Linked DNA regions of Sus scrofa: regions 1 and 2 are each linked to region 3. The links are chromatin contacts, called in public promoter capture Hi-C maps. All regions are on one chromosome and are shown on one strand. Each heading gives the region's core, a stretch centred on a gene start, on an enhancer-like site or on the middle of the called end of the contact. The rest is flanking DNA. Distances are from core to core; before and after follow the strand shown. Region 1 holds the start of USP49 (ubiquitin carboxyl-terminal hydrolase 49). Region 2 holds the start of TOMM6 (mitochondrial import receptor subunit TOM6 homolog). Region 3 holds the start of MRPS10 (28S ribosomal protein S10, mitochondrial).

Region 1 (2,707 bases), core at 200-2,699, 280 kb after region 3:
AATCAGTCACCATGTCCTCTCCTTCCATCAAACGTTTTTAAAATGTCTAAGTGAGGGGAGTTCCCGTCGTGGCGCAGTGGTTAACGAATCCGACTAGGAACCATGAGGTTGCGGGTTTGGTCCCTGCCCTTGCTCAGTGGGTTAACGATCCGGCGTTGCCGTGAGCTGTGGTGTAGGTTGCAGACACGGCTCGGATCCAGCGTTGCTGTGGCTCTGGCGTAGGCCAGTGGCTACAGCTCCAATTCGACCCCTAGCCTGGGAACCTCCATATGCCGCGGGAGCGGCCCAAAGAAATAGCAAAAAGACAAAAAAAAAATAATAATAAATAAAATAAAAAAAAAAAATAAAATGTCTAAGTGAATTAGTTTTGGAAATGATTTCACAGGTTTGGCTCCAGGCATTGCAGTTTCATGCTTACACGTGCACCTGCTCTCTCCCCTTTTTTATTTTATTTGTTGTTCTTTGGCTTTTGTTGCTTCTCTATTTCATTTTTACAAGTATGTAGCCTTGACCCGGTGTAGCTGGCAATGCATATATTTCTCTTCCTTGACCTTGTATTTTAATGTATTAGCTGTTCAGCCTTGCTGTTGCGTGATGTAACAGTGTTGGTCTTATTTGTAGGAAATGTCACACACACACACACCCCTACCCCACCCCGCAAGTTAAGTCTGGACAATGCACCCCAGAGGCTGCTCGGGAAGGAAGCCTTTTCTGAGGCAGAGACTTGCAGAAATAGTCACTGTTCTGTTTCCCTGGGGTCTCTATCCCCACGGTCTGCTGAACTTAACTCAGTTTAAAGCGGCAAACCTTTTCCTTGGAGGTATTTCCGTAAAACAGCTGAATCCCCCCCTGGGTCATCAGTGGCGAAAGTCAGACACGTGCTCACCCGCCTGGGAGCCAATAGTAACTTTTACAAACGCTGCCTCAGGAAACCCACAGTTCGGAGGCTGCTTCTTTCGGACATAGTGAAAAATAAAGACTTAACAGAACAAAACAAAAACAGACGGGATAGCGAGGAAATCTTTCCCCCTCGGCAGTGGGCAGAGATGTTAAAGGAGCTCCAAAAGGAGTGCGGGGGAACTATCGTAAAATTCCTTTACGGTTCTGCGGGCAGAAGGGCCGGGGAGAAAGGGGGTGGAGATGGCTCTGGCGAGTCTCTGGCCCTTTAAGGAGGAGGGAATAGCCGTAAGACTCTGTACCTTTAAGAGTCTCTTTGTCTGGAAACCTCCTTATTTACCCTCCTGTGCTTCAACCAAACTTCGACCCGCGATTCACAACGCTTCTCTACGCCGCCGCCCCTTACGCCGGGCTCAAATCGGCGGCGCGTCGGTGGCTAACCCTAAACTCGGCCGCCCCGGCGCGAACCCTCGGAGAGGATGTCTGTGCCGAGTCGGGGCCCAGCGCTGCGCCGTTGGCGCAATGCGGGGCCCGGGGGGCGGGGCTCCAGCGGGCGGGCCAATGGGCGGGCAGGGGGCGGGGCCATGTTCGGTTGTCTCGCGCCCTGGTGACAGCTCGCGCGTGCTGATGATGGCGGTAAATAGAGGGGGGGGTCGGGGGAGGGGGCGGAGGAGGGGGGCGGCTGCGAAGCGGGTAGCTCCAGGGGGTGGGGGGGCCGGGGGCCGGGGAGGACGCGACGGCCGGGGAGCCCATTCTGAGACTCAGAGGCGGGGACAGGAGTCTCCAGCACACGGGCCCTCCCCTTTAAAGAAGCAAAATCCTCACACACCGGGTGAGGGGCGACAAAGGCGGCGCGCGCCTCGCGGGCGGGAGGAGCGGCGGCAGGGGGCGGGACCGCGGCGCCGGCGGGCTGGGGGCGCCCGGGGCGGGGTCCGGCGGGGGGCCAGAGCCGGCAGTCCCGGCGCGCCAGCCCTTTATTTTGGCGGGGTGGGCGACCACTGGGTTTGGGGTAAAAGCCTTGAGGGGAGAAGGGAAGGAAGGTTTGAGGGCGGTTGGGGGGAACGGGTCTGAGCTTGAGATGAGGAGGATTAAGGGGAGAAAAGGTTAGAAGGCAGGGAGAGGAGGAGTGAGAAAAAGCCAGCTAGGGAGGTAGGAAGCAGGCAAAACCCAGGGTGGGTGATAAGGAAGCCGGGCAGGGAATAGGTTAGGAAGACCAGCCTGGGAAGAGGGATCCACGGGTTCGGTGTGAGAGCACGGGTTTGGAGGGGTAAGCTTGGTAGGGGCTCGTAGTGGGGTGAGGGATACTGGGGTAAGAGTTGGAAGTGGAAGGCAAGGAGGGGCAGAGCTGGGGTAGTAGTTGAGAGTAGAGGAGGGAGAGTGATTAAGAGCCAGACGTGACAAGGGTGTGAACTAGTGCAGAGCGAGATGAGCTGAAGGACTGGGACCGGCGGTGGGTGGGAACTGCAAGGTTCTGAGAAAGGTATGGGTTAGTGGGTGGGCGGTGGGTGGAAATTGTTGAAAGTGAGCGAGGGCGAATGAGACACTGGACTAGTACCAGGTGGAGTTAAGAATAAGTGCGGTAGAAGTGGAAGGGTGAAAGGAAATAGAGCTGAGAGATGGGGCGTTCGTAGGACAATTCGGGGACCGGAAAAGCTGAAAGGAGAGAGTGAGGGTGTGAGACGAGATGGCGATCTGGGACAAGGTAACTGGGGAATTGTGTTAATTGACGAGGTTCCGAAAAATCCAAGGTGCAGACAGTGAGGTGTAGAGACGAGGCTAAAAGCAGACGGTGAGGAGATGGAGATGGACC
Region 2 (2,700 bases), core at 31-2,530, 350 kb after region 3:
CCTAAAACAAGTGGAACAGTGGTTAGTGCTTACCTTTATGGCTAAACCCCTGGCTGAGGTGCCATCAGGTCAATGTCACTCAAATTCCTGGCCAGCCAAACGCCTGCAGCAAAGAGCCCCAAATTGAGGATCAAGTTCCTGGAAAGAGAATGCATTCCATGGAATTCCCGTCGTAGCTCAGAGGAAACGAATCTGACTCGTAACCGTGAAGACACAGGTTCAATCTCTGGCCTCGCTCAGTGGGTTAAGGATCCGGCTTTGCCGTGAGCTGTAGTGTCGGCGGCAGACGCAGCTCGGATCCTGCACCGCTGTGGCTGTGGTGTAGGCCAGCGGCTACAGCTCCATTTCGACCCCTAGCCTGGAAACCTCCATATGCCGCAGATGCGGCACTTAAAAAAGAAAAAAAAAAAATGCATCCCATTAACCCTGTGGTCCCTGAGTCAAGTGTCTTCGGTTAATGAAAGACACTGAGGGAAAAGGCTTCCCATCATCACCCTAGAAAAACCTCCCCGAGGCAAAAACATTGCTTAAAATCGCAGAAGCGTTGATCATTCCGTAATAGGTTGCCCAAGACCCACGTGGTTATTTAGGGCGCGTTTCCATATCTAATAACAGCAGAGTCAAGTGCAAAGCAGCCTTTCAGGGTCGAAAAGCCTGTTTTACGTGTTGGTGTCTCCTCTCCCTGGGTCCCTGTGGTCAGGGTGAGAGTCTCTAGACAGAGCCCGCGACTGAAAAGAGCGCTCTGGCCGGGCGGAACTCTCCCAGTCAAAGGCCTCGGCAAAGCACACCCAGAGCCACGAAGAGATCAAGATGTTGGCAGTGTAAAAAATCGGGAGGGTCTAGCCTCGGCGAAGAAGGGACCCAGCTCCCGCGCCTCGGTTACCTCCGGAAGTCATTCCTATCGGTAGCAAAGCGGTAGACGCCCCGAAGCCAATCTCCCACGTTGTCTGGAATTTCGGGAGCTTCATTTGACGAGCCCGCAGGGTTCACGCCAACCCCAGTGGAAGTCATGGCAGCACCTCCGAACTCTGCGAGGCCTCTCTCTACCCACCGTGCCGGCGCCGGCGGATCACGCAATTTCCGGTCTTGCACTTCCGCCGGCTACCAGCAGGCAGAGGGCGCCGCTGCTGCAGCTCGACCCGACTCCGGGAGGGAGGGAGAACTCCAAGCTCTGCGGGAAGCGAAGCGCCGCCCAGCTCCAACCTCCCCTGGTCGGGTTCCACCTCCAGCTCCCTCTTGGCTTTCGCCCACCCGTCATCATCACTAGTGGTCTCTTGAGTGATCACTTCATTGGCTCAGGAGGAGGATGAGGGGGATGGGGCTGCCCAGCCTGTTGGGGTCGGATAGGGGCTCTCTTAGAGGGGATGCGTAGCTTTGGGGAATGGGGTTCCACAAGAGTCTCCACGAAAAGTGTGCGGGCTGAAAGGAAGCACTCCGAATTTATCATCTCGCCGCCTCTCCCAGCCACGGCCCTGATAACGTTCAGTCTAGGATTTTTATATTGGGGGGGGGAACCTCGCTCTCTTGCCCTACAGTTCACCCTCCCACCAGCCCCTCATTCTCCGGGTTGCGCTACTAGCAAATGGTGCAATGCTTCCTGGAGGTGTCGCTGTCCCCAGCTTGGAGACTTCTGGGGGTCTCCCAGGGCCGGGGAAGCCGCTGGCCTAAGAAAAATCCTTCGGGTTCCGATTCAGAGGAAGAGGAGCAGGTGGGGCAGGGAGCGTCCTCCTTGGGATCAAGAGGAGTCTCCAGGAGGCTCTGCTCTTGCCCTTTGGGTGCCTCCGCTTTGTTCCCAGCTTGACACTCCTGCTCCGGACTGGATCCAAGCATCTCCGTCTGGGTTTCCACACTAGAGTTGTCGCCAGTGGCGAGAAGGGCTGCCCGGGAGATGGACGCAGACTTCCGCAGGTAGCTGTCGGGGTCTTCACCTCTGCCGAGCTCCGCCTCTCCTGTGCCAGGCCGGGTCAGAAACACCCGCCTCAGAGCCTCTAGTCTTCTCTGCAGGATCCGGGCGGCCAGTCCCCGTCGGGGCCCAGCCTCCCGCCCCGCCCCTGGGCCGTGCGCGCCGCCGCCGCAAGTCCTCTCCCGGCTCCCGCCCCACCCCGCCTCCGCCCACCAGAGGGCAGCCGCGGCCCCAGCTCCGGAGCGAGTCCCGAGCCGCAGCCCCAACCGCGGCGCGGGGAGGGTTCGGGAGGCCCTTGGAGCGCTCCGGCCAGGGAGGCGCGGTGAGAGCTGCGGGCCCCGAGGCTCGGGTCTGGGGTGCGGTGGGGACGACGGGGGCGCTACTGGAGGGACGGGACGGCGTGGGACCGGGGTGAGGGTCCCAGCCCGGGAGAACGCCCCCCCTCAGCCCAGCCCAAGCCGCTGCCCCCTTCCCCTTTGATCTATCTGCTCCTTCTCCTCCCTTACCCAGGGACGCCCTGCCTTCCTGGGTTCCAGCCGGCCTCGAGCCGGCATCTGAATAGCGACTCTCAAAGCAGCTGGGGCAGCAGGGGTCACCCCCCGGCAGGGCATAAAGTCCCCCGCCCAAGGGCCCGGCGCAGTCCTGGCAGCAGAAGTGGTTCTCGTGCCAGCGCCGTCCTTCGGCCTCGGTGCAACGCCGGGAGAAGATCAGCTGGGAGAGGGAGAGGGGAACGGCTCATTCATTCATTCACTCATTCATCCATCCGATAACCACGCCTTATGCCCAGTTAACGCTAA
Region 3 (2,700 bases), core at 156-2,655:
TTTCTTGCAGGAAGTGGGGACGTGGGGAATCTCTAGTCCTCACATCCAAAAGAGACTTAAGAGACTGGAGCTTACTGAGGTCAGCTGGAGGGGTGCAAAGGGCACTGAACTAGGATTTTTTTCTTTCTTTTTAGGGCCGAACTCAGCATATGAAGGTTCCCAGGCTAGAGGTCTAATCGAAGCTACAGCTGCTGGCCTGCACCACAGCCACAGCAACGTGGGATCCGAGCTGTGTCTTCGACCTACACCACAACTTATGGCAACGCTGGATCCTTAACCCACTGAGCGAGGCCGGGGATCGAACCTGCATCTTCATGGATGCTCAATTCGTTTCTGCTGAGCCACAATGGTAACTCCGGAACTAGGATTTTTGATGATGGTCATTGGTTCAGCTGTAACTAACTCATCATAATGACTTTGAGTCATTTCACTCTGGGCTTCGGTTTTTTCACCTTTTAAATTAGGATAAAATGTATGTATTCTTGTGAGGATCAGATTAGATAACACACGTAAGATTGTTCTCAAGCTGTAATGTCACCATCATTGACAGCTGCAGAACTGTCACCCAGCTGAAGCTACTCAAGGCAGAGACGGGCTGAAGAGCCCTGGAAGAAGCCGCAATAGAGTTGCAGAGCTATGGGAAAACTCCTCTGGCTAAGAGAGACCAGCCAATTGTGAATGTCACAATTGAAAGACGTAATCCGGTTCCGGAAGGGCCCCTGGATAACCTGCCAAGACTATGGCTATTACAGACATCATCACTTAAGTACAACCTCAGGTCGTTCCTCCAGGGCAAAATGAGCTAAGAGACCAGGAGCTTTGGACCACCTGGCCAGGGAATCGTTAAACCAGTGACATCATGACTCTTGACTCTACAATTCAGAAATGTCACAAGACAATGACTAATCCCAGCTGTTTTGCTCTTCCTCTTAAAACAAAACAAAACAAAACCCACCTAACTCAAAGACCAAGTTGGAGTACATCTAAGGCTTGTCTCCCACTCCCTTGCTTGGCGCCCTGCAATAAATCCTTACTTTGGAGCGAACTCCCGCTGTCACTTTGGCTTTCTGCGGGCCACGGGTACACAAGCGCTTCGCTGCGTCATAACGGGAAAATAAATCAACCATTAATCCACTAACTCAGAGATAACATTGTCAATATATCAGCTGACATGACATCAATATATACTTTTTTTCCAAGCATGTATTTGTTATGTTTGCCTCCAACAAAACAGGAACCGTAATTTGAAGAGGGAAACGCTGGCGGAATTCAGTATCCCTCCAGGTACCAGCTGAAGCTTTACCGGCCCGGCTGCGACCGGAAGGAAGCTGGCTGTATTCACAGTCCCACCCTCAGAGAGCGTAGGATCACGTCTCTATGGTTGTTCCTGAGCCGGAACACAGGGATACACTCTTTCCTTTTGCGGAACTCTATGGTCAGAGGATGGCTCTGTGACCCCGGAAGCGATCCCGGGAAGCTGGGGCGGCAAGATGGCGGCGCGAACGGCGTTTGGGGCGCTGGCCCGGCGTCTCTGGCAGGTACCGGGCGCGCTGAGGGTATTAGGCGGACTTACGGATACAGTTGCCTCTATGTCTGGCCGTCGCGTGTCGTTCTGCCAATCTGGAGCCCTCCGCGATATTTATTCCTTATCTCAGCCCGTTGTTTGCAGGGAAGGAGCGAGAAAAGGGCTGATGTTTTGTCGAGTTTCTTTTCATAGGATAAAACGTAATGAGTCAGGGCAACAGGAAGAATCAGAGTGTCAAAGCTGTAAAGAATATAGGACAGCGAAAGTTCCAGACCCGGCCTTTCACATTTGCGAAATAAACCGAGGCTCAGAACAGGCAGGAAGTTTCATCTCTCTGAAATGAGGTGGCATGAGACCTTTGACGCTTCCCGCGGAACCAGACTGAGATACCTTGCTGATAGCCGGGTTTCTGAGACTTAGATGAGAGTCGCTGAAGTCAGAGGAGTTGGTTGGATAACCTCTGCTCGGTTCTTTGGAGAAAGAAACAAAACCTTTAGCATCAGTTCTCAAGTTAGCCTTAGCACCCCTTTACACTCTAAAAATGGTTGAGGACTCCAGAGAGCTTTTATTTTTGTGGGTTTTAGCTGTGAATGTTTAGCTTACTGGAAATTACAACCAAGAATCTTTAAAATGCGTTTTCCTTTAAAAATAGCGCTGGGAGTTCCCATTGTGGCGCAGCAGTATGGAACCCTACTAGCATCCATGAGGACGCGGGTTGGATTCCTGGCTTCGCTCAGTGGGTTAAGGATCCAGCGTTACCATGAGCTGCAGTGTAGGTCGCAGACGGGGCTCGGATCCCGCTTTGCTGTGGCTGTGGTGTAGGCCCTCAGCTGCAGCTCCCATTCAATCCCTAGCCTGGGAATTTCCGTATGCTGCACCTGCAGCCCTAAAAAGAAAAGTAAAAAATTAAAATAACACTAATAAACTCATTACATGTTAACGTAATTAATCTTTGTATGGGGTACAACTAGATTTTCCGAAACAAATTTAGTGAGAAGAGATGTTTTTGCACATCTCTGATTTTGGCTTAATAGAAGACAGCTGGGGTTTCACAGCAGCTTCTGCAGTCTGTTGCTATACCACAGTGTCTGGAAAACTTCACTGCACACTGGTGACAGAATGGCAAAGTTGCAAATAACGTCTTACTATTATTATGGAAGTAAGTTTAATCTCTC

What was found. Promoter capture Hi-C pulls out the DNA fragments that hold promoters and counts their contacts.
Region 1: a contact with region 3 is called in a promoter capture Hi-C map of liver, with 4 times the contacts expected there. The contact joins the promoter of USP49 here to the promoter of MRPS10 in region 3. A contact is called at or near these places in 1 of 5 promoter capture datasets (liver) and 1 of 47 Hi-C or Micro-C datasets (epiblast stem cells).
Region 2: a promoter capture Hi-C map of fetal liver shows a contact between it and region 3, with 4 times the contacts expected there. The contact joins the promoter of TOMM6 here to the promoter of MRPS10 in region 3. A contact is called at or near these places in 3 of 5 promoter capture datasets (fetal liver, fetal skeletal muscle and liver), 8 of 47 Hi-C or Micro-C datasets (brain, heart right ventricle, liver and 4 more) and 1 of 2 datasets of contacts at active chromatin or transcription factors (alveolar macrophages).

The regions. Positions count from the first base shown.
Region 1 is chr7:37,052,769-37,055,475 of Sscrofa11.1, reverse strand. USP49 (ubiquitin carboxyl-terminal hydrolase 49) reads left to right here and starts at 1,449. Exons shown (of 8, transcript XM_021098683.1): 1 at 1,449-1,533.
Region 2 is chr7:36,975,058-36,977,757 of Sscrofa11.1, reverse strand. TOMM6 (mitochondrial import receptor subunit TOM6 homolog) reads right to left here and starts at 1,280. Exons shown (of 1, transcript XM_013977927.1): 1 at 880-1,280. The coding sequence starts at 1,011. The coding sequence ends at 880. It overlaps PRICKLE4 (prickle-like protein 4), which reads right to left. Exons shown (of 8, transcript XM_021098686.1): 5 at 2,410-2,614; 6 at 884-1,949; 7 at 34-138. The coding sequence ends at 1,576.
Region 3 is chr7:37,327,951-37,330,650 of Sscrofa11.1, reverse strand. MRPS10 (28S ribosomal protein S10, mitochondrial) reads left to right here and starts at 1,405. Exons shown (of 7, transcript XM_005665997.3): 1 at 1,405-1,538. The coding sequence starts at 1,491.